6 separate regions of the Mus musculus genome follow, and all the other regions are linked to region 5. A link is a contact called in public Hi-C, HiChIP or PLAC-seq and promoter capture Hi-C data. All regions are on one chromosome and are shown on one strand. Each heading gives the region's core, a stretch centred on a gene start, on an enhancer-like site or on the middle of the called end of the contact. The rest is flanking DNA. Distances are from core to core; before and after follow the strand shown.

Region 1 (3,831 bases), core at 1,155-3,654, 1.3 Mb before region 5:
TTCATGATGTATTAACTGTTTCAACTTCTGTGCTATGAAGACAGAGCTCAGTTGCTTGTGTAGCATCGAGTATGGGTGACCTGCCCTTTTTAGAAAGTTTGCCTTGACCCCATTCTCTGAGGAGCAGTTGATGATGAAAGGCATCCCAGAGAGGCAGGTGGAGATGGAGGACAAGATGCCTAGCTGACTAAGTACTGTGCTAGGAGGGGAATTACTCATGAAGTTCAGAACAAGTCCAGGCTAGGGATATCAATTCCAGAGTTGTCATTTTGAACATGATTATTTAGAAGATGATTTAAGTGGAGACTTTTAAAATAAGGCCCAAGGCAGAACACTATTTACAGGTCAAGAAGAGGATCTAGGCAGATGCAGGAGGCCTATAACTCAGGGAAAAAAATGAATATGGTTTCCAAGAAGCCAGGAGAAGACCATTTTAGGGAGGGAATGACCAGCGGGGACATAAGATGCCACAGAGGATGTCAGTTCAGGGGGCTGTGTTTTGGGACTATGGCTGCACATAGAAGCTTACAGGAAGACTGAGTCTAAGGTTAGGAAAACAAGTAGTTTAAGTATGCATAAATGCATTCACATCATGCACATATTGTCTTCCTTTAGGGTCTGAGAACAGGTATGGAATTAGAATCTGTACCCTATGTTCAGAGATAAGGTTTGGGAACATGAACTTGATTTTTGATCAAAACATTTTTGGTGGAATTACAGAACATAAACTGGGCTGGACATAGTTCAGGCTTTAACGACATTGGCTCATGACCAAAACACATAAAAATATTTAGTTAACAGGAACATGAACAATGGCTGACTAGAACTCGTACAAGGAAAAGGGTGGAAAACAAAACCCAGAGATAGTCAGTGCCAACATTTTCCTCGAGTTTTGCTGAAAAGTGACAGACTGGGAGGTGAAGCAGAGATGGCTGTAGACAAACAAGGGCCCTGGGCAAACATGGGAGAACCATGTAACACTCTGCACTGGGGTAGTAGAAGGAGAAAACTGGTGATGTGGAGGGGAGACATCCCAGGCATCGGTGAGTTGTATGGCACCTGAAGCAGTGAGAAGAGGGGGGCTGCCCTCTCCACTGCAGCCACTTGTCTGAAGTACCAAGATGAAAGACCATGCTGCTCGCACACATGAAAGCAGGCTGGTAGACAGAAGTTCTCTTGTTGGCTTGCATTTTCTTGGTGAAATGGAAAGCAAGACCATCAAAGAGAATATGGGAGAGTGGAGGGGAGTGAAGGGGTCCCCCAGAAGAGCGACTGGGGGAGGAGTTCAGTTTTGTACCTCTTATGGAAGCTTCTTGGAGCAGAGCAGTTTGGGTATTTGGGCAGACTCAGAGCATGCTGTTGGTTGGGATCTGAAAGAATCCGGAAGTCTCCGAGAGAAGCCCCTGTAGAATTCTCCTAAGTGGTTTCTTGGAATTCTACTTGTTTGAGTCATTTTCCTGAAAAAAACCAGTATGGTCATGGGAGGCATACCTTTTCTTTAACTCTTTCAGCAAAGACAGAAGAAAAAAAAAAGCAATAAATTACTCCTAATGGAAGGAAACAAGCCTCCTGGATGGAGTTCAAGGTACAAGGTACTTCCTAAGGAAACCTTTGTGTAGTTTTTGCAGGGTGGAGGGTATTAAAAACTCACATGGGTTTATGTAGTATTCAAAAGACAAAATCATCACCTTGGGTGCTGTAAATCTTTTGCCTACAACGCTCTGCATAGAGCTGCCCTTCCAACCTCTCCAGCCTGCACTGTTCACTCTGCAAGGCTCTTCTGGACCTCGCCTGGAATGTGCACACAGACTTTTTCTTCTGCCTCATTTTCTATTCCTCCCTCCCTTCCTTGCCAGTAAACGTTTCTGCTACGTGTTCAGAACCCGCTGTACACTAACTCCCCAAGTCCCAATCGTCTGTGAAAATCCCCATGACTTGTTAGAAGTGGGCTCGTTTGCCTCTCTACATTTAGTGCCGGATGGAAGTAGGCTCGCGACAGTTGTTCTAATGCAGGCACCGTCAGGGTGCGTTGTGTGGAAAGGCAGCTGGCTAGGACGTGAAGCCAAGCGGCCCGGCCTAAGAGGGAGACAAGCAGGCACCGGGAGAAGGCGGCGGTGCGGGGCGAGAGCACGAGATGATTTGGCCCGCAGCCTGAGGGAAGGCGGATGGGAGGTGAGAGTGTCCACCGGCTATTGCGGGACCAGGCAAAGGCCCTCAGGGTTCCGGTTAGATGCGAGTCACCAGCATCCTCTAGACCTCGGGCGAGGAAGCCCACAGAACCCACAACTCCCGAGACCCACCCGCAGTAGCCACTCAACAAGCTGCGGCGAGACGTCCCGCGCATGCGCGCCCTAGCCCCACCCTCCCCTGGGCCCGCCTCTCCCCGCCCTCTGCGTGCGCACCGCCTAGAGCCCGCCTCTCAGAAAGACGGCTGGCGCATGCGGCCCGGCCGAGCACTGGCTGCCCGAGGCTCACCACGCGCGCGCCGGCCTTGCTGTGGCTGACACGAGACTCCGAAGCCGGCCTCAGGTAGGCAGACTTCAGGGATCCCGGTGGAACGGCTCCCGGGTGCAAGAGCCTGTGGCGCCGACAGAGCCCGGCGCGGACGGCCACGCCGCCGGGGCGATAAACGTCTCTTCTCACCAATCAGGGGAGAGCTGGCCCGGCGTTCTGCCCAATGGGCTGCATCTCTAACGGGAGTGGGGCGGGCAGTCCCGGAACGCGAGCTGCCGGCTCCCGCGCGCGGGCCGCGTGGCCCGGCTAAGGAAAGGGGCCGAGTCCGGCGACGCGGGCAGCCGGGCTTGGTGAGGTAGAGAGCGCGGTGTGCCGCCGCGGAGGGGTCTCCCAGAGCCCCAGCCTGTGATGGGGCCCGACTGGCGGCCTTGAGCTCCTCCCGGCGCTGCCCGGCGCGCGGGAGGAAGGGGCTTGTAGGTTCGCTGGGCCTCACGGCCCAGGCTACCCAGCTGCTGTCTCTCTTTCCAGCCCAGCGCGAAGATGCTGGCGTTCTTGAGGCCACTACGTCAGCGTGGCTGCCTTACGTCCACACTCATTATTTTAAATCCTCAGCAGCCGGGTGACGCGGGTGGGTGCTGCTGTGGTTCTCGTCCCACTTTTTACGGCGGTGCGAACCCGGGCATCAGGCACTTCGGGGCTAGATTTAGATTTCAGCACATCTGCGGTGGATCCTGAGCCTGATTTTCACCAACTTCATTTTTTTTTTTTTTTAACAAAAGCTTTCACATTTTTCATTCGTGAATTTATCTGGTGCCCCTTGCTCTATATTATAGCTCCTGTACTTGAAAAACCTTTTGTGTCTTGTCATCTTCAGAAAAAAAAGTGCAGCGTGGACATTCAACTTTGCCCATGGACTGGCCCCTGGCCATCCCTTTGCCCTAATCTTTTTTTCTTGGTGCATCCTGTGGGCTCACCTGCTTGTTCATGCTTTGCCTGATTCCTAGCTCATTTCAGTCAGTCAGCCTTACGGGCCCATTACAAGGCAGGTTTTCAAAAGGAGCTCCTGGATCCTCCCTCAGTCCAGGTCATCTCTCCCGGAGATACTTAAGTTGGACCCACATTTGACTTAAGTTTGTGGTACCCCCAGCATGTGAGTAGCTCTCCCATAATAGGTAGTTTGTAAACGTTAGGGAATGGGTCCTCTCCAACTGGCTCTTTGTGGCTTTTGGAATATTTTTTTGCCAGTCACTCTGGGAGACTGCCAGAATCTTAGTGTCTGTCTGTCTGTCTGTCTGTCTGTCTGAGTCTCAATCTCTCTCTCTCTCAGAAACACACACGCACATACACACAGAGAGATCTGAATAAAGTTGGGACAAG
Region 2 (4,051 bases), core at 154-2,653, 1.1 Mb after region 5:
CTACCTATTCCAGGCTGGCCTCTCATTTTTTTTAAAGCACCCTTTTCATCAGATATGTGCCTAGATATTTAACCCATAGCATTCTATGAAGTATCTCCTTTTAGTTAACATTGGTAAACTCTTGCCATCCATCTCAACTCTCCTGAATTTGTTCCCCTTGAAAAATCCAGGCATGGACGAGAAGTTGTTTAAAAACTTTTTTTTTTTTTTTTTTTTGGTATTTTTTGAGACCGGGTTTCTCTGTATAGCTCTGGCTGTCCTGGAACTCACTTTGTAGACCAGGCTGGCCTCAAACTCAGAAATCTGCCTGCCTCTGCCTCCCAAGTGCTAGGATTAAAGGCATGTGCCACCACCGCCCAGCTTACTTTTTTTTTTTTTAACCTATTTATTTAGTGTGTTTGTGGCGGCGGTGACACTGCAATCCACTAAAGTCAGAGGACATCTTGTGAACTTGTATTGATTCTCTCCTTCAACAGCTTACCTCAGATCATAAGACTTGTGCCTTTCCTCTCAGTCATCTCTCTGTACCGAAGGGTTGGTTTTGAAAGCAGTTCAAACACAATACAACTCTTCTTCCCGGTGCTATCGGGAATTTTGCTCATGTTTTATGCCCTAGTGAGTTCTCCTCCTTATTTGACTTATAAGGGTGTTAACCTCTCTTTCTTCATCGTCCTTGACAATCTGGGAACTCCTTAAGGCTGCTCACAGCCTCTCAGGAACTGCTCCTAATGACTTCTAGGGATCCTGTTCGGCCCCCTGAAGTGCCTTTAATGATTCTTAGAATCACCCTGTTCGCTCCAAGAGCTGCTAATGACCCCAAATTTTCGCTCAAGGGGAGCCGCTTTTAAAAAGCCTCAGGGATATCTTCCTTCAGGATCTGTCCTAATGACCCCCCAGGGCTCCTTCTCCTGGAGCAGATCTTTACCTAACCCGCCTTGCCAGCAGGCGAGGGGCTTCTTAGAGAAGAGAGTCAAACTGAGAGTACTGGGCAAACTTGGACATGCTGGTCACGTTCTCTGAACTCCTTGACTTTAGAAACTTTCCCGGAGGTCTTCCATCGCCTTTATATCTTAGGCAAAGGAGTTACTCCAAGAAAATTAGGCTTATCCTTTCGCTAGAAACATCCTATAACCACCTGCTCGCCCTTCCCCATAACCGGCTAGCCCATTTCAGGGTATTCGCTTCTTTCTACCCAGCTTAACTATGGAGATCTGAGTCAGCCTCTGATAGGCTAACTCTGGATCCAGCCCTGATGCTCAGTGGCCCCAGTCCCCGGAGGCTCAGCGTTTTCTCCTGGCAACAGCTCGAGACGACGCTCATAGGCTAAGCGGACTCGTAGTTCCAGACGCCGAGTCGGTGTAGTGAGTGTTCATTGGTTAGCTGAGGACCTAAAGCCATTCTTGGGTTGGTTGACTATGGGCTCTGTGAGGCTGCGCAGAGTCAGACTTTAAAGGAGGCGGAGCTCTGTCTTTCGCCCTCAAGAAAGACAGTGGGATCGGCGAGTGGCGACAACAGCAATCGGGCCTGAGCCCTGCTAGGGCTTTAGGCTCCAGGTGAGAGCCATCGGGTTTTGGATTCCCCAAGGGGTTGATGCTGCCAAAACCCTTGGCCGTGAGCTCCAGTGGGGGAGGGTGGTGAGGTGGGTCTTTCTGTGCTCTGTGATCGACATGGGGTTTGAGCAATAGAGAAAGGAGCTTCTAAAATAAGTTTTGCGATTGGTTCTTTCCAATCTCTAGTGGCCAATGGGCGTCGGGAGAGGGGGGCGGGCCCACTGGGCCTTATTTTCTTCTTCCTGCGGCCGGGCCTCCCTCGCCTAGGCGGTGGGGCCGGGAGGGGCAGTGTCTGTAAGTGGTGTGTGGGGACACTGGGAACCGGGCTGCCTTTGGAGGGATGCCGCGGGGGTGGCTGCGGGGGCGGAGAGTGCGGGAGTTTCAGGTCACTGTTAGCAACAGCTGCCTTTATGGAGTGCTTACCGGGCCTAGCGTTTAGGGCTCGCTTGCATCATCTAAGTTAATCATACGATCCATCAAGGCAGGGGTTTGGGGTCCCCATTTTGCAGGTGGAGAAACTGAGACTCATCCAGTCCATTCACACAGCCAAGGTGTTAAAAAGTGACAGAGATCAGACCGGTATTCAGAGTTTTCACTCTAGAGCCGAAGGTTTAGCTCCCGGTACTCTTTGCTTTGTTGCTGAAGGCGGACGGGAAGGTGCCCCAGACCAGATTTCCCCAAGGGAATAGATCGCGGGAATGGAACCCTAGAGTTAAAGTAATGGGATGATCCGCTAAAGTGAGCAGAGGATATGAGTTATTCAGCAGTTACTGAGTGCCTACTTTGTGGCGAGCATTGTTCTAGCTTCTGGACACACAAAGATAAACAGAGCTAGAGGCAGATGAAGCAACATTGTGACCACCTTTGAAGCCCAGGGGAGGAGCCCCAGTCTGATATTTATGATACCTTTTTGTAAAAATTTCAAAAGTAGAATATATTGAAAATTTCCTTTTAAAAGGAAAAGTCTCCTAAATTGAATAGGCTTCAAGTTCCTCCACACTTTCAGAGAAGTCTTAGTTCATGTAAGTATTAGAGCTGAGGTAGCAGAAAGTGGTAGAAGATGCTTTAGAGGGGGCACTTTGGATACATTTCCTGGTATGTAAAGCAGGGATAACAGTATATCTTTTATGCAAAGTTAATGAAAAATGCCTAGCCAGAAATCCCTCCCTTGGAGTGGAATGGAAACCCAAGAGTTACCATGACAGGGTTTCTGTTTAATGCCCTGGAGTTTGCCTCCATGCTGCTTCCCAAAACCCATGCTAGGTTGTGGGCAGGTTGTAGGCAGCTTTCTCCTGTATAGTGAGTAGGACTGCCAGTGGCTTTGAGGAAACAGAACTCCTGGGCTGTGAGTGAGGAGGTCCAGTGAAGGACATACCAGTTTTGCTTCTAAACTGGCTCCTTTTTAGCATGCATTGTCTTTTTCTGGTTGTGGCGATTGTGGCGATCTGTTGTATTACCAACACTGGGTTTAGGCTCTGCCCACTTACTTGAGGACCTCATCCAAAAATGTCTATGTATTTTCTCCCGGCAGTTGGGGAGTGTGCCCTGTATTGCCAGCTCATTGCCTGCTTTCAGTGCAGTTGAGCCATCGGAGTTCATTGAGTACTGCTGAAACCATTTTGATTTAGATAGAAGAGTTTCCCTTCAGTGTTTTAAACTCCTAACATACTGTTACTATCAAAGTACTTTTAAAACTTGAACCCCCTGAAGCCTTAGAGTCTGCAGCTAAGTGACTTCTCAGTGGTTTAGAATCTTGTGATGCCGTGCTCCAGAAAACAGCCCATAGGAAGCTTTTTAGAAGCTCTGGCTGTCCTAGAACTCATTCTGTAAACCAGGTTGACCTGCCTCTGCCTCCTGAGTACTGGGATTAAAGGAGTGTTACCACCACCACATTATTCCCCTTGACCAGGTGTACTCATTGTAGATGTTGGATTACTAACTCTACATCCTGCCTTCTTTCTCCCTCGTGCTGGGCTGCTGGGCATCTTCTGGTTTCCTCGGGTTCTTTTTTTTTTTTTTTTTTTTTTAAAGATTTATTTATTTATTATATGTAAGTACACTGTAGCTGTCTTCAAACAATCCAGAAGAGGGAGTCAGATTTTGTTACGGATGGTTGTGAGCCACCATGTGGTTGCTGGGATTTGAACTCCGAACCTTCGGAAGAGCGGTCGGGTGCTCTTACCCACTGAGCCATCTCACCAGCCCCCTCGGGTTCTTTTTAAACGGAACAGATTCTGCTTGTCCATCTAGTCCATTTAAATAAGCATTGTAGTAGGGGGCAGTTCCTTGTCACTTACTTTTGTTCTCTTAACACTTCAGGTTTTTATCCTAGCAAAATCGGCCTCAAAAACAGAGAAGACAAGATGGCTTCTGAATCAGAAACTTTGAACCCCAGTGCTCGGATCATGACCTTTTACCCCACCATGGAAGAGTTCCGGAACTTCAGCCGCTACATTGCCTACATTGAATCCCAAGGAGCTCATCGGGCTGGGCTAGCCAAG
Region 3 (4,198 bases), core at 959-3,458, 1.1 Mb before region 5:
ATCTGCCTGGGTCTTAGATCAGGGTTACCTGCTGCTGACTTGGTTGGGCCCTGTGTCTGGGGTATCTTTAGTGGTTCTGGCCTGACCAGGTCGTGGTAATCAGAGTTGCCCCATAAGCTGCTCCGTCTAGCCAGGCCCTTGCAATCAGAACTCTCCAACCTGAAGTACCCAACTTGTCCTGCTTAGGATAGAGTCTTGTCCATGCCAGTCCAGCCCTCAGTGTGGGCTCACAAGCTTTTGGGGCAGGTCAGGTATCATGGCGCCAGTTTACAGATGAGAAGGGAGAATAAAGTGACTCACTAAGGCTCTTCAAAGAGGGTGTGTGTGGAGAACTAAGCTCACAGTTATGTCAGGCCAATTCCAAGACATCTGAGAGGGGGTGTATAAAGGCATAGCAGGGGCTGGAAACTTCAGGGAGAAATGGAAACACATACAAGCAGGACCTGAGTCCTCCTTTCCTGAGGACACTTCTGACCTCCAACCCCAGATCTGTCAGCCTGTCAATGAGAAGGTTCTGTGCGCTCTGATGGATAAAACCAGAGGGTTTTAAATCACAGGCCCAGAGCAAGGTGGACCCTGAGGCTTTCTGCTTTGGTCCACATCCATCAGTAAGCACTCAAGGATATAATTCCAGGCAACACCCTGGGCGCTGTGTGTGTGTAAAGGAGACTCCAGCATGTGCACATATCCTGCTTCTCTAGGACTTGGTCTGGTGGGCTTTTCTACTTTGTCACAACTGACATTTCAGGCGAGGTAATCCTTGAGGGATGCTGTGCAGCATAAGAGATGTTTAGCATCTCTGGCATTTGCTATCTCTGGATAGTCACATCCTCCAGAGGTGGCAACCAAAGCTGTCTCCAGACATTGCCAAATGTCCCCTGGAAGCAAAACTCCCCTGGGGCACACATGCTAACATAGTTTGCTGGGAGCTGCATCAGAGACTAGTCCATAGAGGACAGTGCGTGAGAAGGGTAAAATTAGCCCCTCAAAATTGGCCAGTGGAGATAGAGTTCACTTGCCTGAGAAGCTGGGATTCAGTCCTAGACTCTCTATACCTGGCCCAAGTGCTGCCCTGCCCACACCTCCCCACTTCTCTCCAAGTCCACCCACTGCCCTCAGCTCCCCCAGGAGGACAGATTCTGCTCTGGGAAGCCAGCCCTGGTGCTTTGAGCAGCTGGTCTCCTCAGCCCCGGACTGGTCTCTTAGCCTGCCATAGAGTTGGTGCCTAATAAGCTTTCACGCATGTTAGGAAAGGCTCTGTCTGTCCCCTGAGATGGCCCTCTGAAAGCCGACTGGGTGGCCACTTAAGTGCTGTGCTTATGCGAAGAACAATACTTCAGCAGAGTGCTTTGGCGTAAGTGCTTCCAGGTCCCCCACTCCACAGAAGCTGCAGCGTGGGAAGGAGATGGCTCTGCAGCGGCTGAGCCTACAGACTGGGCTCTTAGCAATACCCGGACCAGCTGTGGGCCCCCCTCCAGCCCTTGAGCCTGCGGGCGATGCTTCCACTTCATTATCTACAGGGGTGAGGGGCACTGCCATGCCTTCCCTTGTCTCCTAGTGCCCAAGGGACCAGTGAATGCTCAAAGGCAGGGGTTTCTCAAATGAAGCATTTGCATGTTAACTGTTTTCTGAGTTTCCAAGGGCAGTCTGTGGGGTAGGTCAGCGTTCTGTTTTTACTTTCTTTTTAGAATGACTACTTGAATAGTCATCCACACACTTAATGAGAGTTACTCTGTGCTCAGAACTCAGCAACGGGCAGACTGAATGCAGGCAGGACGGAGACAAAAGTACATTCAGAACAATGCTAAGGCTGAGAAAGCCGGGCAGGTGCTGAGCTTCAGGTAGGGAAGACCTCTCTCCAGAAGGTGACATTTAATTAAAACCCTGAAGGCAATCGGAGGGAGGGTTGCACAGAAGGTACTGCAGGCAGAGGCCAAAGCAAAAACTACCCCTAGGGTCCAGAAGAGTGGTGAGGTGGCCGGTAGCAGTTGGGGGTATAGATGAGGGACAGTGGGTGGGAAGGGAGGATGGGGGTGGGAAAGATAAAGGTCAGGGAGGGGAGAGGAGGGAAGGGGAGGGAGGGAGGCAAGAACTTTGGCTCTTGTCCTAGACTGGTGGGGGAGGGGCAGATGGCCCCAGTGGTTGCTTGAAAGTGAGTCACATGCTTGCTTTCAAATTTTATTCAGAACACAGAAGGAAGTTGATCCCACTTTGCTACTTTTCTGGAACTTTCTCCTGGTCAGCAACTGGAGTCACACAGCCAAGTCCTTGATGAAGCCAGGCCCTGGTTTGTCCCCTGCGGTTTCCATCAGGCCTTTCCCACCCACAGCTTACTCCAGTCCACTCCAAATCTTCATGGAAACAAGCAGAGAACATTTCCCAGTGATTTAAAAGGACTTCTGTGCCACCAAAGAGTATCGTTTACTCTTACTTTAATGGGTGAATGTCCCTCTACCCAGATGTCCTTGGAACACGGAGACAAAAAGAAGAGCTTGCTAGATCAGAAGGCCTGAGATCTGGTCTGGATTATGTCGTGTTGTTGCTGTCTGATTTTCCACTTTCCCCGTTTTGAATTTTCTTAACTGCCCAGAAGTCAGATGGAGCCAACCCTGCCTGCTACTTCCTTCCTTGTACCTTCATGCTACAGTGGAAGCCAAGGGCCCCTAGGTGGCGCACCTTCCTAGGCTCAGTCTCCCATGAGCAACTGCTAAAGGAGGCTAGAAGATTTGGGGGAAATGGAGGGGCAAAGATGATCCAGAGAGTGGATCTAATGGGAGACTGAGGCAAAAACCCTAAGCTAGAGACCCTTTCTGCACCTGCCCTGGGCCCTGAGGGAGTTGGTGGCACAGAGCACCTCTGTCACTATGGCTATCAGGTTCTGCTGTGGGCTATAGCCCTTACAGGCAAGGTGAATGTCTTGGGATAGATATGAGACAGTACTTATTCTCGCTCATAGATGAAGATGCTGAAGACAGATGTGCTTGCCTGGTCACCTGGGGAGCCAAAGACACAGTGGCTGTCTAGCTGGCCTCTGCTGAGGAAGGGCTCCATAGCAGGGAGGGCCTTGAGCTCAAAGTGTGGGGTAGCATCCCTTGATTTGTCCATTTCTCTTAGCTGGCAGCCTTCCCTCCACCCTACATCTCTTCTTAGGCTTACTCTCTTTCCTTCACAGCTGTAGCTATTCTCAGGAAATCCTAGGAGAGGAGTTGTTAGCTCCTCTTAGGCAGAGCTGTGTCTCAGGGCAGTTTTAGGACACGGGGTGAGGGTCAGGAGACTTTGGGTGGTGCTTGCTCCCTCTGGCTTTCTTCTCCTTATAGATAAGGGAGAGTGCGGAAGGAGGGAGTTGGGCTAGATACTGCCAAGGTCACTGTCTAGTTTGAACCTTCTGAGTTGTCCTTGAAACTCCCCTATGTCCATCAGCAAGCAGCAGAAGGCAGGCAGGGCTCTGCTTCACTCACTTAAGAGGGATGGGGGTGTGGAATAGGTGCTGTGTCATCCTGTTTATGACATCTGGCTTGGCACAGATGACAGGCTGCCGCAGAAGCCAGAGTCCTCCTCTCTGAACTTCCACAATGACCACCTATTTAGGGAGATGCAAACCTACCTCTGCAGAGGAAGCCATGTAAGGCTTGCATGGGCCAACAGGAAAGAAGCCCTCCCCTCTGTGTCCCTGCAGGTGTCCCTCTTTGGTTCCATTGCTAACCCTCTGACCCTCTGACCTTGGGATTCTTCCAAAATCAAACCCTAAGGAAGGAAACAGTTGCCACTGAAGAAATTCAGAGAACAGTGCTAGAGGAAAAAGATGTGAGGGGAAAGGAAAGAGTAGCCGCTTCTCTTCAGTCAGCCATGTGCTAGCTACTCTACTGTCCTCTCTGTAGAGTAACTCATAGCTTGCTGTCAACCACAGATGAACTTCTGTGCTCTCTGAAGATGAGTCTCAGAGGACCACATTGTGCAACTGTGAGTGTTCCATAGACCACTCTTGTCCCTGTAGAACACAAGAGCCAGGGAGGCATAACAGGGCGTGGGCCAAGATAGCTAACTGATTGTGGCAACTCACTCTTCACAGATTCTAAATTATAATCAAATTTATGTCTGATTCCATTCTCAGATTAGGTAACAGTCAAGTGGGGAAACTGAGGCTCACACAAACCCAGGGACTTGCTTACGTGTGATCACATAGTACCTTGGTTGGCTT
Region 4 (4,027 bases), core at 585-3,084, 1.4 Mb after region 5:
GTAGCCCTGGCTGTCCTGGACTTCACTCTGTAGACCAGGCTGGCCTCAAACTCACAGGGATCCAATTGGCTTCTTTAAAACGCTTAAAACATTTTCTTTTTTTCCTTTTGGACAACGATTTGCTGACTCATTGTGATGGATGGACTTCCTCTAGCAGCCAAGTGAGTCCTTCTCCTTCCCAGGCTTTGAGGATTCGTCAAGATCTTGTCAAGTTTCTTCGACCTTCTCTGGCCTCAGCAGCTACTTCCAGAGCCAGCTTCCTCCCTTAGAGCACAAGTGTCACCTGGTGTGGTGGGACACATGTAAAGCCCTGTATAGTGACTCCAGCTCTTGTCTTAATCTGTTTCCTCCCCAGGTTTACAAAATTGCTGCTCCTCCTGACGGTATGCCAGCCCTTCTTATTCTTACCCAACTTTGCTACTGCTAGAAGGCTGTGTTGGGAAGAGTTTAGTCAATAAGGAGAGAGAAGCCATATAGTAAGCCCAAATTGAGCTTAATATAATTTATCTAAAAAAAAAAAGTTTTAGGCTGGGCATGGTGGTACATAACTTTAATTCTAGCACTTTGGAAGCAGACACAAGTGGGTTTCGGTGAGCTGGAAGCCAGCCTGGTCTACAGAGTTTCAAGATAGCCAGGGCCTCACAGAGAAACCCTGTCTTGGAAAAAAAGAAAAGAAAAGAAAAAGAAAGATCCTTCTGTTTGAAATCATTTCCTTTCCTGCTGACAGGAGTCAAGGAAAGAAAAAGTTGAGCATGGAGAGGAAGTGCCTGCTGGGAGCAGGGCTTGCCTTCCTCCAACCTCAATTTCCCCATTTTAGCTGAAGACAATGAATAAAAATACCCACTCAAGCCCGGGCTACATAGTGAGATCCCCGCTTGAAAACAAAGAAGGTGGAGGATGTGGTTCAGTTGACAGGGTGCGCGGGAGGCACAGCACTTCAGACACCCATCTTGGTGGCACACTCCTGTAATCCCGGGAGTGCTGGGATTAAAGAGGTACACTCCCCACCCCAAGGCAAGAGACTCCATCTCAAAACAAACCAACCCGCCACAGCAGAATAGAGAGAGAACAAAACCTAAGGTAAAGCCATGAGCTATTCTTACTTGAAACATAATGAAAACCTTAACGATTTCCCTTCTCCTCCTCGTTTCACACACACATACACGCGCGCGCGCAGAATAATATGATTTCCCGGTTGCTCCCGAGCAGATCCACAGTGCTTTTTTTTTTTTTTTTAATTGTGGGGCACCAAGTAACTCCTATCTTTCCTCTTCTTTAGCGGGTGCTGATGGTCACCAACACAACCAGTTCCCTGTGCCTGAGCGCCGACCAAACGTGACCCTCTCCCCTCCATTCTTGGCTTCCAACTCCACCCAAAGGCCCCATGAATCACGTCTTCGCAAGAGTTGCACTCCTAGGCAATGTGACTGAGCAAGATGGTCCTCTGCCCTAAGCCGAGAATAGGATAGGGTTCCATAGGACCCCCAACCCACGTGCTCCAAGCCTCCCTCCTCAGGAGCCACCTTCCGGTCCGACGAAAACTACATTTCCCAGGGTGCATAGAGGCGGGTCCTTGCTTCAGGCAGGGGCCCCTGGCGGTGTGCCGTTCCGTCGCCTGTTCGGGGGCGCGCGAGCTAGCACGAGGACAGGGCCAAAGACCCGGAATGAGTTTCCGCGTAGTTCCGCCGTGCCGTGTCTCGATGTGCTTGGCCGTGCCGGGCCAGGACAAGCGTGGGTGGGGGCCTAAGTTGGTGGTACTGGCGACAGGCGCTCGGGACAGCCCGAGTCTTGCTGAGGTCCCCGCCCCGTCCCGGCCGGGCCGGCCTGTCTGTCAGTCACTGGGGCGGAGGCAGCGACCGTAGCGGGGCCAACGCCGGGAGGCGAACAGATCGCGGGCCAGGCGAACGGAGGGGACCTATCTCAGTCCCCCAACTCTACCGACTCTGCCCCAGACTCACGAAACTGCAATCCCGTGCTTCCTTGGACGTCTCCGTATCTCGCGAAGGGCTCTCTCCCGGGTGATCTCCCAGCCCCCCTGACCTCATAGCATCTAGAAGCTCGTCCAGACTGGGGTGTTATGGGTACAGGCCGTTGATTCTGTGACCCCTCACGGGCCAGGGCCTCTGTTTCCCCTATAGGCCTCCCTCCCCTATGACTTTTGATTCAAGGGACAGAGCTGTGACCTCCCACTAGGACCCTTGTCTGGGAGTACCTCACGGACGCCTCCCTTCTGGGAGCCGCCTTAGCGGGTCCCTTTCCGAAGAGCACATCTTTTGACCTCTGCAACCCACTCCCCCTCCAAACGAGGTGGGCAGGCCTCGGCAGCCATGCCCGCCCTGGGCATCCCCTCATCCCACCACCTCCCGGGTACTCAAGCCGGGGTCTAGCAGGGGGCCGACAGCCAAAGGGCTGGGGCAAGAAAGAGATCAGGGTCCACCTCCCTGCCAGGCAGGGAGCAAAGATGGAGCGGCGGGAGGAGCAGCTGGGGGCTGCAGGGGCTGGAGCAGCACCAGCCTTGGACTTCACTGTGGAGAACGTGGAGAAGGTATGAGGGCCTTGGGGTGGGCACTCCAGTGACAGAGCAGAAGTTCTGGGGACTGACACTAATGCCAAAGCTCAGACGCGGGCTCAGTGCCCGCTGGGATGATGCCCCCAGAGCACCTGGTATTTACCATCTCTCTTGGGCAGCCGGCTTGGACAGCAGTGTTGCAGTGCCTAATGGGCTATTTTGGGCTTTCTGTAGACACAGGTCCCCTTTCGGATAGATACTCTAGGATCTTAGGTTGTTCCCTGTAGGGTGCTGAAGGGTTTAGACTTATAACCAAATCGGCTCCTGCCCAGATCCAGGAGAAAAGCAGGCGGAGTTCTGGAGGGAACCAGAAACTCACAAGACCTGCCACTCAGCCACCCCCACCCCCACGTTAGAAACCACACGGATGCTGAATGATCCTGGACCCGACTCACTTTTTTTCAGTCAAAGGCTCACAAAGATATCTGGAGCTAAACCCGTCTGAGTTATATGTTCATTTATCTTCAGAAAGGGTCTTTTCCTTATTGGATGGAAGTCAAACCGGTCCTGGACAGGCAGGAGTGTGCCTGGCTCTCTTGTTTTGTGCTGGGTCCAAGGGGCTTGGCTCTGCTGGCAACTTTACAGGGCCCTTCCTTCCTTACCTGCCCACATGGCTTTCTGCCATGGCCTCCTTCCAGACTTCTCCATTGCCCAGGCCATCTTTTTCTATTCTATTCTTCTCCCAGCAGCCTGGAATGCAGGAATGCACCCGCCCCACCCCCAATACTCCCAAGGATGATCCGAGAGGTAGGGGTATCCTACTGGATAGCAAGGGGCAGTCATAGAAAAACATTTGTTGTTCTTGAGGCTTGTTTACCTAACAAATGTTGAGAACACATATCTTCTTGTTCGGTCTCTTGTCTCCTTTTGCTTCCTTGAGTGGCTGGCTGTACAAGGGACAGTAGCCATAACTGGCTTTCAGGGGGCGGGAGGGTACAGATTTGGTTAATCCTAGTTGGATGGAGTCCATTTAGGGAACCTGGCTGGCCCTTGGGGCTGGACAGTGTTGGCATGGTGGCACATGGTTGGTTTCATGTGCTGCCAGGGAGATGAGCCATTGTTTTCTCTCTGCATGAAGTCCCAATGGAGTTGGGCCTTGGGGATTCTGCTGCTGACAGCTCCCGGGTAGGCACTTGCTTAGGCTGCTTCTGGCCAAGGCCTCTCTGCATCATCTGATTGGAGACTTACTTGTACTCTCTGAAGATGTATGTTCCCACCCTCCCTTCCAGTGTATCCGTTCCAGAGCTACCTGGCCTGAAGCAGTCCTTCTCAGATTTCATACTGGCTTTAGTGCCAGCCTCTGGAGTGACCTCGGGATGATCCTGGGGGAGCAGATGGAGTTTGCTTGTTGGAATCAATGGGAGGAGCTGTATCTAAAGAGCCAGGCTCCTTCAGGCTGTTCTGTACTTGTCTGGAGCTTACATTTATTCCCCGTGGAGTCATTCCCTCCTCCTAGGC
Region 5 (4,420 bases), core at 1,907-4,406:
ATGAGATGGGAAAGATGGAACAGCTGTGCCAATCTGGTATTCTTGTGATGGGCTGTGCAGCTGAGCTCACTGACACCTGGTACAGCTGCCCTGCCAGTCTCCGCTGAAGCAGTAAGAAGAGTAAGATGTGGCCCATGCCTGTGACAGGAGACAGGCAGGTGGTCAAGGCAGGAAGTGTGGTCTGCTGCCTTTAGTTTTAGTGGGATTTTTGTTTAACTGCTGCGTCCTAACATCTGGAAAAACTAAGCATCTAATATCTAGTAGATATGTGTTACATGAACCAGATGTTCAGGTAGAATAGAAAACTTGGAACAGGTGGGGCTTTTCAGGGGCAGGGGTGATGGCTCACTCCTCCAATAACAGCTTCCTGGACAAGTATGATGGTGTCAGTTGAGCTCCCTAGAACCCATCTAAGAGCCAGATGTGTTTATAATCCCAGTGCATGAGCAGCAAGATGGGAAGCTGAAACAGAATTCAGGGAAGCGTGCCAGCCAGCTAACCTGAAATATGCAGCATGAGAGAAGCTGTCTCAGCATCAGGAAAGTGAGGACCGACATCTGGGACCCACACACAGAAACACAGGCACACCATATACACATGCACACCATATACACAAAAATACTAAAATTTTGAAGGCACCAGGCACTTGGGAAGCAGAGGCAAGTGTGTCTCTGAGTTTGAAGACAGCTGGTCTGCATAGTTCCAGGCCACCCAGAGCTACACAGTGAGACTCTTGTCTCAAAAAACCTACACCTTGGACTGTGATGAAAATGCTCATGTATTGATCGGGGTTAGGGAGGATGCCAGGGTGCGTCAGGGTGTGTTTCCAAAGCTGAGCCTGAGGAGAGGGGGACAAAGGAGAAGCTTTTTTGCAAAGGACATTCCTGGGATTTATTACCTTGCATTCCTTAAAAGCAAAAACCAGAATTGTGAGGAGATTCGCCTGGTGTTGGGGGAGGGCCTGTCCATCCTGGGGTGATTTTTTTGTTGTTTCTTTTTTTCTGAGATGATTTCTCTGTGTAGCCCTGGTTGTCCTGGCACTCTGTAGACCAGGTTGTCCTGGAACTAAGTGATCCACCTGCCTCTGCCTTCTGTATGCTGGGATTAAAGGTGCTTGCATCAGTGCATCCTAATGCTTCACCTTCAAAGCAAGAGGGCAGACAGATGAGGACATAGAACACTCCTAAGCAGCAAAGACAGATTGGACAGAATTGCTACTATCTCTCCACAGCAGTTAACGTTTATTCCTTTCAGCTGGGCATGGTGGCGCAGGCCTTTCATCCCAGCACTTGGGAGGCAGAGGCAGGCGGATTTCTGAGTTTAAGGCCAGCCTGGTCTACAGACTGAGTTCCAGGACAGCCAGGGCTGCACAGAGAAACCCTGTCTCGGAAAAAAAATTTTTTTTCTTTCCACATTTCTTGTATATGGTGTGCACACGCACATTCATGTGTGTGTGTGCGTGTGTGTGGACGCCCAAGGCTGATGTCCAGAATTGTTTCCCTTTGCTATTCCACCTTATTCATGGAGGCAGTCTCTCAATCAAACCCAAGGCTGGATGATAGTAGTATTGCAGGCGAGCTTGTTCTGGGGATCCAGGCTGAAATCCCAAGAGAGGGCTGCCATGCCCACTCAGCATTTATTCTGGGTATCTAAACTCCAGTCTTAACATCAGGACTGCAAGTGATCTAACCACAGAGCCACAGAGCCATCTCCACAGAGCCATCTCTCCAGCCCTGGTCTTGGTGGTGGTGGTGGTGGTGGGGGGGGGAATGAGACAGGGTTTCTCCTGGCTGTCCCTGAACTCACTTTGCAGACTAGCCTGGCCTCGAACTCAGAAATCCGCCTGCCTCTGCCTGCCAAGTGCTGGAATTAAAGGCGAGCGCCACCACAGCCCGTCGGATTTAGCGTTCTTTTTGTATTTCTAGTTCATGCTTTTATTTACTGGGAGCTAGGAGTATGCCACAGTGCTCGTGGGGAGGTCAAGCTACAGCTTACAGGAAGAGGCTATCTTTCTCTTTCCATTATGTGGAGCTGAAGGCAAGAACTCAGGTTTGGCCAAGTGCCTTTACACACAGAGCCATCTCAGGTCCTCTTGTTTCCCCCACTCCCATCCCTTCTCTCTCTGCAGCCCCTTCTCCAAGCAGCAGCCTTTTCTTTCTTTAACGATGCTACTCCTTACTTACACCGCGAAAGCTACACTGCTCACCGGTGATCAGGGGAAGAATCTCAGGTTAAAAACACCTCTGCCCACCTCTGATTCCTACTTCGATTGGTTTCCTTTATTTGCAGTCTCCGTGAGACCCTATCTTTTCTAGGCCTTTGCACAAACCTACCTTTGCCTGAAATGTCACCACCCAACTCTTCCTGCTCCCACTCCCCAAACGCTGTGCTCACCCAACCAAGAAGTGGTGGGCGTTTAAAATTCCACCATCAGAAAGCAGAAACTAACTGGCAAACTACTTCAATCCCCAGTCAATAGTAGATGCGTAATAAAGAATGAATGAAGGTAGGCGGAGGGCTTCAGAAAGAAGGCAGCGTGTGTTTTACAGTGTATAAAAACAAGGATAGCAATCCTTGTCTACAGTGCTTAGTTTATAAAGTCAAAAACCCTAACATCCAATAAATGTGAGGCGAAATTAAATCTGATTTGTGGCCAGTATGAAATACATTTCCTCGGACGCCGGGGGAAACGATCACCCCCGCCCTGAACACGCTGAGTCGTGGCAGCTCCAGCGCCTGCGTGGTCCCTCCAAGGTGACTGGATCACCAAAAGCCTGACCCATTAAGGAGGCCCCGGCGTTCACCCAGCCGTGGGAAGGAGCCCCTTCTAGGAGGCCGGAGTAGGCCCGGCGATCGCGGCCCACGTGCGCGACGAGCGCAGCCCCATCTGGGAACGTTCCCTCTGCGCGTCCTCCCGGTACTCTATGGTGCTCACGGCCGAGGCTCTCATTCTAGTTCCGGTCTCTATGGCGGCGGAGGCCTGAGAAGCTGTGGGTCGGGCGAATTAGTCGCTAAAGATACCAATGAGAGCGCAGGAGCCGCGGAGCGTGAGCCAATAGGCGCTAGAGACCCGGTCAGGTGGTGAGATGGACAACGATGCGGACCAATGGGGGAGGACGAGGGCGGGTCTATCGCGGGGCTTATCCCGCCCGTCCCGCCATTCTCGCTAGTTCGATCGGTAGCGGGAGCGGAGAGCGGACCCCAGAGAGCCCTGAGAGCCCCACCGCCGCCGCCGGCCTAGTCACCATCACACCCGGGAGGAGCCGCAGCCGTCGCCGCCGGCCCCAGTCACCATCACCGCAACCATGAGCAGCGAGGCCGAGACCCAGCAGCCGCCCGCCGCCCCCGCCGCCGCCCTCAGCGCCGCCGACACCAAGCCCGGCTCCACGGGCAGCGGCGCGGGTAGTGGCGGCCCGGGTGGCCTCACATCGGCGGCGCCCGCCGGCGGGGACAAGAAGGTCATCGGTGAGCGCCAGAAGGGACCGGGGATGGGGCCGCGGGCCGGACCGTTAGGCGACGCGGCCCGAGCCACGGACTACGCGGCCGCCCCTCCCCCCCGAGGCCCGCGGCGCGCGCACACCGGGATCCCGCCGCTGCTCCGGCCGCCGCCGCCCCTCCCCCGCGCCCACCCGCCCCGGGGCCTCGTGCTGGGGTCCCCGCCCCGCCGCCTACGCAGCCGGAGGAGCGCGGGCTGCTTCCCCGGCCCTCACGTGCTCGCCTCCCGGGCGCACACCCACCTCGGACCCGCGCTACCCGGCGCACCCACGTGTGCGGCGAGGGCGGCGGCCCGGGCCTGCGGCTAGATCCTGGACCGACTTCCAGGGCCAGCCGGTGATTGGACGTTGTTGTGCTTTGTTTTCCAGCAACGAAGGTTTTGGGAACAGTCAAATGGTTCAATGTAAGGAACGGATACGGTTTCATCAACAGGTGAGATGCCGGGGTGGAAAGCTCGCGTCCGCCTCCTGCATGGGCCAGAGCCACCGCGGGCATGACAGGGTGGGGGATTGGGACCCTGTGTTTCTTCCTTGGGTGACGGGATTAGCGGGTCTGTAGACTCGCTTTGTGTTGCTGTTAAGTACCGATCTTGAGCTAGCCTCAAAAAGCTTTGGCACAAAGCAGGTCAAGGCAGGCGCGTCGCATGAGCCATGCCTTAACAGTTACCTTGCATCAAACTGAGGCAACTCCAGGCTAAGCACGCTTTTAACCTTGACATCCCTTTCTGCTTTGAAATTGCTATGTAAGAATGTGACCCGCTAATTAACATACAGGTGATCTTTCACCTTGTTAACCTCTCGGGGAACGGGATTTGACATGTCAGTTGCCTGAGATGTTATCTGTACTGTAAGGTTATGTTGCCTTTGTTTAGACTACTCGAATATTCAGTCCATTTAGTACCTCGAGCACATTTTTCCTATAGACC
Region 6 (4,293 bases), core at 609-3,108, 1.1 Mb before region 5:
CCAATTCAAAAAACAAAGACATAAGTACAAAGATAAACACAGTTCTGACTGCTGGTATGCGCTTGCCTTAGTTACAAAAACAGTGAAACTTTGCTCAGATCTTGAATGAGGTCCCAGCCACAGATCTTAGCATTTTATCTACAAAGCCATCACTTCCCTAATGGGCTTAAGAAATTACTTGTTTGCAGGGATGCTTAGGCAAAGGTCTAAAAAACTAATAAAAGATCCGTTTTAAGTACTTTAACCCTACGTACCACCAAGGCTAAGAATTAAACTTTAAAAAAAAAAAAAGGAAAAAAAAGGAATGCTTTTTTAATGAGCAACAGAAAGTGTTTTTTTCACAGCAAGTTGAGGCCTTCTGCTGGCAGGGAAAAAAAGCAGAGTTCATTGTCATAAGGCAGTTCTCTCTCCAAGCAAATATTAAATTGCAGTTTGGCACCAATCTAGGTCTCAGTCCTTTTTAGAGCAAAAATAATAAGCTCTTTTATCTGCATGATATATTACACTGTACAATCTTTTGATATACATTAGCTCACTTGATGAAGTGTTCAATTTTTCAAAGGAAGAGAAACCACAAAACAGGATGATCTCTTTTAGCTTGGGGGAACACATGCTACTACTATACAGCTTTTCCCTCTCCCCTCCCTACCCCCACCCGCTAAGTTCAACGCAGTACGAAAATGAGGAAGGGAGAGTACTTTTTATTTAAGGTCAGTCCTTTAGGGTCAAAGCTCTTCCCTTAGAAATGATTGAGCTTGGTCTCTCTGCTCACAAGAAGCTCTTCTGTGGGGGCAATATGGGCAAACCAGTGCTCATCAAAGGAGCGGATCAAAGACCAGAGTAAAGAAAAAGACTAAAGGAATTGGGAGTTAGCCAAAATAAGACTCAGGGGACACGATTACTATCTTCACTCTTAACAGCTGCCCAAGAGGAAACGAAGCAGAAAGACGAGAGACAGCCGTTCCTTTCTACCTATAACCAAATCCATCCAGGACCAGACTGGACGGCCTTACTTTAGAAAGGTTATTAGGACTAGGACGGAGAGCCGTCCTAAAAGGTTCGCCAAATTATTAGGGTATTATTTGGAATTTTTAAAGATAACTTCCTTCCCGAATAGGATAAGAGTAGGGGGAGCCTGGATGACTCTCAGATCTCTTCGCTTTGGGGTATGTTTTGGGGTTCACCTATCTACTAGGGAACTCCTTCCCCTGCTGTGCTCTAAGGTTGTCCGCCGTTCCCTGTCTCAGGTTCGAAACCTTCTGTAGCCGCCGGGTGTTTGCCCGGCTCCAGGCAGGTGACACAAGTGAGTCTCCCCCACCCCGCCCCCAGCCCCGGGACCCCTGAAGAAAGCTCCAAGCCCACTGTGTTCACGACCCCCGGTGCTCCGCTGCTGGGACCCAGGCGAATCTCTCTGGCGACGCGTCCCAGCAGCCCGAAAGAGCCCCCGCACTGGGCCCGAGCCAGGCTTCCCGGTTCCGCCCCAAGCCCTGCTCCCCGCTCGGAAGGGGCCCTGTGCGGGGACTCGCGCGCCGCGCCCCCGACCGACCCCGACGCGTCAGGCCGCCGCCGGACACTGGGCCCGAGCAGATGCGGCGCAGGCCGCCGGGGTTCTGGCCGGGTTGACACGGCCGCCGGAGGGCCGCGGACACAGACACCAGGGTCACCGGGCGGGGACTCGCTCCAGCCCGTGGCCGTAAGGCGGGCCTTGAGGGGCCCGGACCGGGCCGGGGGTGGCAGTGAGGCGCTTACCTGAGGGCGACAGCGGCGCGGGGCGCGGGCGGCTCACTCCCATCCAGCCGCCATGTTTCCGCTGCGCAGGGAGCGAGCGAGGACGCCGGCAGGGGCGGGCGACGGCTCTGGAGAGCGGCTCGGCTGAGGCGGCGGCGGGAGGCGGGGGGCTCCACCGAGGCGGCGGCGGCGGCGGCGGCGGCGGCCGAGGGGCGGGGGGCGGGGGCGAGAGCTGCCCAGCCCCGCCCGCCAGAGACTCCTGCCGCGAGGTGGCGCGCGCCGCGGCCGTTGGGTTCTCTCGCGCGCGCGCGCGGGGCGGCGGGAAGGGGCGACCCCTCGCGCCTTCCCCCCGCCTCGCGACCGCCAGCCCTAAAAAAAAAAAAAAAAAAAAAAAAAAAAAAAAAAAAGCCGCGACCCACTGGATTGCTCGCGTCTCCCAGACAAGTGAATGACGTCCTCTGAGGTCCCAGGTTCGAATCCCGTCGGCCCTCAGCCCCCACCCAGCTGGTGGCCGGCTGTGGAGTAATCTTAAAAGAGTTCCTTCGCACCTTTAGTCTTTCCAATGCGCAGGCGGGAGGAAAACTACTATGAGGAGAAAACCAGTGCGCCCCAAAAGGTGCAACAAGACTAACAAAAGCAGGCCTTCACTTTTGCCCCGTAGTAGGCTTTGAATGTTAGCGTGCTAGGTACTACAGTGGCTAGGGTCCTTCCAATGATGCTACCCCACCCCACACACAATTGTGTCTCAAGAACGTTATGTTTTAGCCCGCGGAAACTGAAGTTCATGGGGGTGGGGGGGAGAGCTACGTCTCCAAGATCACACAATTTTACTGGCTGTGCTCTTGCCTGGAGGTCAGGTGTTAAGGGAAATGCTGGTTGATTTTTATCAGCCTGAAACAAATCTACTCTTATCTCAGAAGGTGGAATCTCAGTTGCATAACAGTCTCCATCAGAATGGCCTATAGGCAAAGTCTGGGTGGGCATTTTCTTGTCTAATGATTGATGTGGGAGGTGCTACCCCTGGGCAGAGGTGGTCCTAGGTGGTATAAAGAGAGGCCAATAAAGGATGTTGCTCCATAGCCTAGCTTCATTTCCTGTCTCCCTGTTGCTGTTCTCACCTCCCTCAGAGATGAACAATGTTGTGGAAGTGTAAGCCAAATAAACCATTTCCTCTCCCAGGTTGCTTTTGGTAGGGGTCTTTATCACAGCTATGGAACTCACACCAGAACCAGAGAGTTCCGGGAAAGCAGCCCTTACTTAGCCCGAAGCTCATTCAATCTGGTTCCTAGAGGAAGCTGCAAAGAAAGGCTTCTCAGGATGAGGAGAGACTGAGAGCAAAGGTGTGGCAGGGATGGCTATCAAGAGTCTGAGAGGCTCTGGGAATCTGGTGGTGATGCTGTTAATGTTAGAGAATGAAGGGAAGCCAAAGCACGGCAGATCCTTGCACATCTACACTAGAACTTCAATTTTTTTTCCTCTCTCTCTTCTATTGGATATTTTCCTTATTACATTTCAAACGTTATCCCCTTTCCAGGTCTCCCCTCCAAAAACCCCCTATCCTATCCCTGCTCCCCCAGCCTCTATGAGGGTGCTCCCCCACCCACCCACACACTCAATGCCTTCCCTCCTTGACATTCCACGACACTGAGGGATCAAACCCCTAAGGCCCAAGGGCCGCTCCTCCCACTGATGTCCAACGAGGCTATCCTCTGCCACATATATGGCCGGAGCCATGGGTCCCTCCCTGTATACTCTTTGGTTGGTGATCCAGTCCCCGGGAGCTGGGGGGGGAGGGGTCTGGCCAGTTGACACTGTTGCTCCCCCCATAGGGCTACAAACCCCCTCAGTTCCTTCAGTCCCTTCTCCAATTCCTTCATTGGGGACCCCATGCTCAGTCCAATAGTTGGCTGCAAGCATCTGCCTCTGTATCTGTCAGGCTTTGGCAGAGCGTCTCAGGAGACAGCCATATCAGGCTCCAGTCAGCAAGCACTTTCTAGCATCTGCAATAGCGTCTGGGTTTGGCAACTGTATACGGGATAGATTCCCAAGTGGGGCAGTCTCTGGATGGACCTTCCTTCTCCCTGTACAAAGTTCAAGTCCAAGTGGATCAAGGACCTCTACAGAAAACCAGATACCCTGGATCTAATAGAAGAGAAAGTGGGGAAGAACCTCGAACACATGGGCACAGGGGAAACATTCCTGAACACCAATATTTATGCTCTAAGATCAAGAATTGAAAATGGGACCTCATAAGATTGCAAGGCTTGCCAGGCGATGGTGGCATGCCTTAAACTCAGCACTTGGGAAGCAGAGGCAGGTAGATCTCTGTGTTCGAGGCCAGCCTGGTCTACAGAGTGAGTTCCAGGACAGCCAGGGCTACACAGAGAAACCCTGTCTCAAAAAACAAAAAAACAAAACAAAACAAAAAACAAACAAACAAAAAGAAGATTGCAAGACTTCTGTAAGGCAAACCACAATAGGTCAAAACAGCAACCAATAGGTTGGGAAAAGATCTTTACCAATCCTACATAGAGGGCTAATATCCAATATATACAAGGAACTCAA

What was found. Promoter capture Hi-C pulls out the DNA fragments that hold promoters and counts their contacts. Hi-C and Micro-C count contacts between places; a contact is called where the count stands out from the background. HiChIP or PLAC-seq counts read pairs in DNA pulled down with a chosen protein or histone mark. Capture Hi-C pulls out chosen DNA fragments and counts their contacts.
Region 1: a contact with region 5 is called in an H3K4me3 HiChIP or PLAC-seq map of embryonic stem cells, with 7 read pairs. The contact joins the promoter of Ctps here to the promoter of Ybx1 in region 5. A contact is called at or near these places in 6 of 39 promoter capture datasets (the 3T3-L1 cell line, the C10 cell line, hippocampal neurons and 2 more), 1 of 484 Hi-C or Micro-C datasets (CD4 T cells) and 3 of 115 datasets of contacts at active chromatin or transcription factors (astrocytes, embryonic stem cells and microglia).
Region 2: a contact with region 5 is called in a promoter capture Hi-C map of hippocampal neurons, with 2.7 times the contacts expected there. The contact joins the promoter of Kdm4a here to the promoter of Ybx1 in region 5.
Region 3: a contact with region 5 is called in a promoter capture Hi-C map of hippocampal neurons, with 2.8 times the contacts expected there. The contact joins the enhancer-like site here to the promoter of Ybx1 in region 5. A contact is called at or near these places in 5 of 39 promoter capture datasets (the 3T3-L1 cell line, hippocampal neurons, liver and 1 more) and 5 of 115 datasets of contacts at active chromatin or transcription factors (the NIH/3T3 cell line, astrocytes, embryonic forebrain and 2 more).
Region 4: a contact with region 5 is called in a Hi-C map of B cells, with 7 read pairs. The contact joins the promoter of Ipo13 here to the promoter of Ybx1 in region 5. A contact is called at or near these places in 2 of 484 Hi-C or Micro-C datasets (B cells and CD4 T cells) and 1 of 115 datasets of contacts at active chromatin or transcription factors (astrocytes).
Region 6: a contact with region 5 is called in a promoter capture Hi-C map of adipose tissue, with 3 times the contacts expected there. The contact joins the promoter of Scmh1 here to the promoter of Ybx1 in region 5. A contact is called at or near these places in 4 of 39 promoter capture datasets (the 3T3-L1 cell line, 3T3-L1-derived adipocytes, liver and 1 more), 1 of 484 Hi-C or Micro-C datasets (B cells), 1 of 115 datasets of contacts at active chromatin or transcription factors (astrocytes) and 1 of 9 other capture datasets (adipose tissue).

Annotation. Positions count from the first base shown.
Region 1 is chr4:120,568,849-120,572,679 of GRCm38.p6, reverse strand. It overlaps Ctps (cytidine 5'-triphosphate synthase), which reads left to right and starts at 2,404. Exons shown (of 19, transcript NM_016748.2): 1 at 2,404-2,529.
Region 2 is chr4:118,177,395-118,181,445 of GRCm38.p6, reverse strand. It overlaps Kdm4a (lysine (K)-specific demethylase 4A), which reads left to right and starts at 1,403. Exons shown (of 22, transcript NM_001161823.1): 1 at 1,403-1,553; 2 at 3,870-4,051. The coding sequence starts at 3,914.
Region 3 is chr4:120,367,326-120,371,523 of GRCm38.p6, reverse strand. All of the region lies in intron 3 of Gm36574 (a long non-coding RNA gene), which reads left to right. Among named protein-coding and RNA genes, the nearest start is that of Gm36574, 28 kb to the left of the region's middle. Within about 2 kb of position 2,208, at least 88 of the 459 cell types and tissues checked have an H3K27ac peak or open chromatin away from gene starts, as enhancers often do. A contact at or near this core is called in the NIH/3T3 cell line, astrocytes and hippocampal neurons, where this site is marked.
Region 4 is chr4:117,912,806-117,916,832 of GRCm38.p6, reverse strand. Ipo13 (importin 13) reads left to right here and starts at 1,834. Exons shown (of 20, transcript NM_146152.3): 1 at 1,834-2,545. The coding sequence starts at 2,462.
Region 5 is chr4:119,293,249-119,297,668 of GRCm38.p6, reverse strand. Ybx1 (Y box protein 1) reads left to right here and starts at 3,156. Exons shown (of 8, transcript NM_011732.2): 1 at 3,156-3,465; 2 at 3,864-3,927. The coding sequence starts at 3,306.
Region 6 is chr4:120,402,913-120,407,205 of GRCm38.p6, reverse strand. Scmh1 (sex comb on midleg homolog 1) reads right to left here and starts at 1,858. Exons shown (of 18, transcript NM_001379185.1): 1 at 1,750-1,858.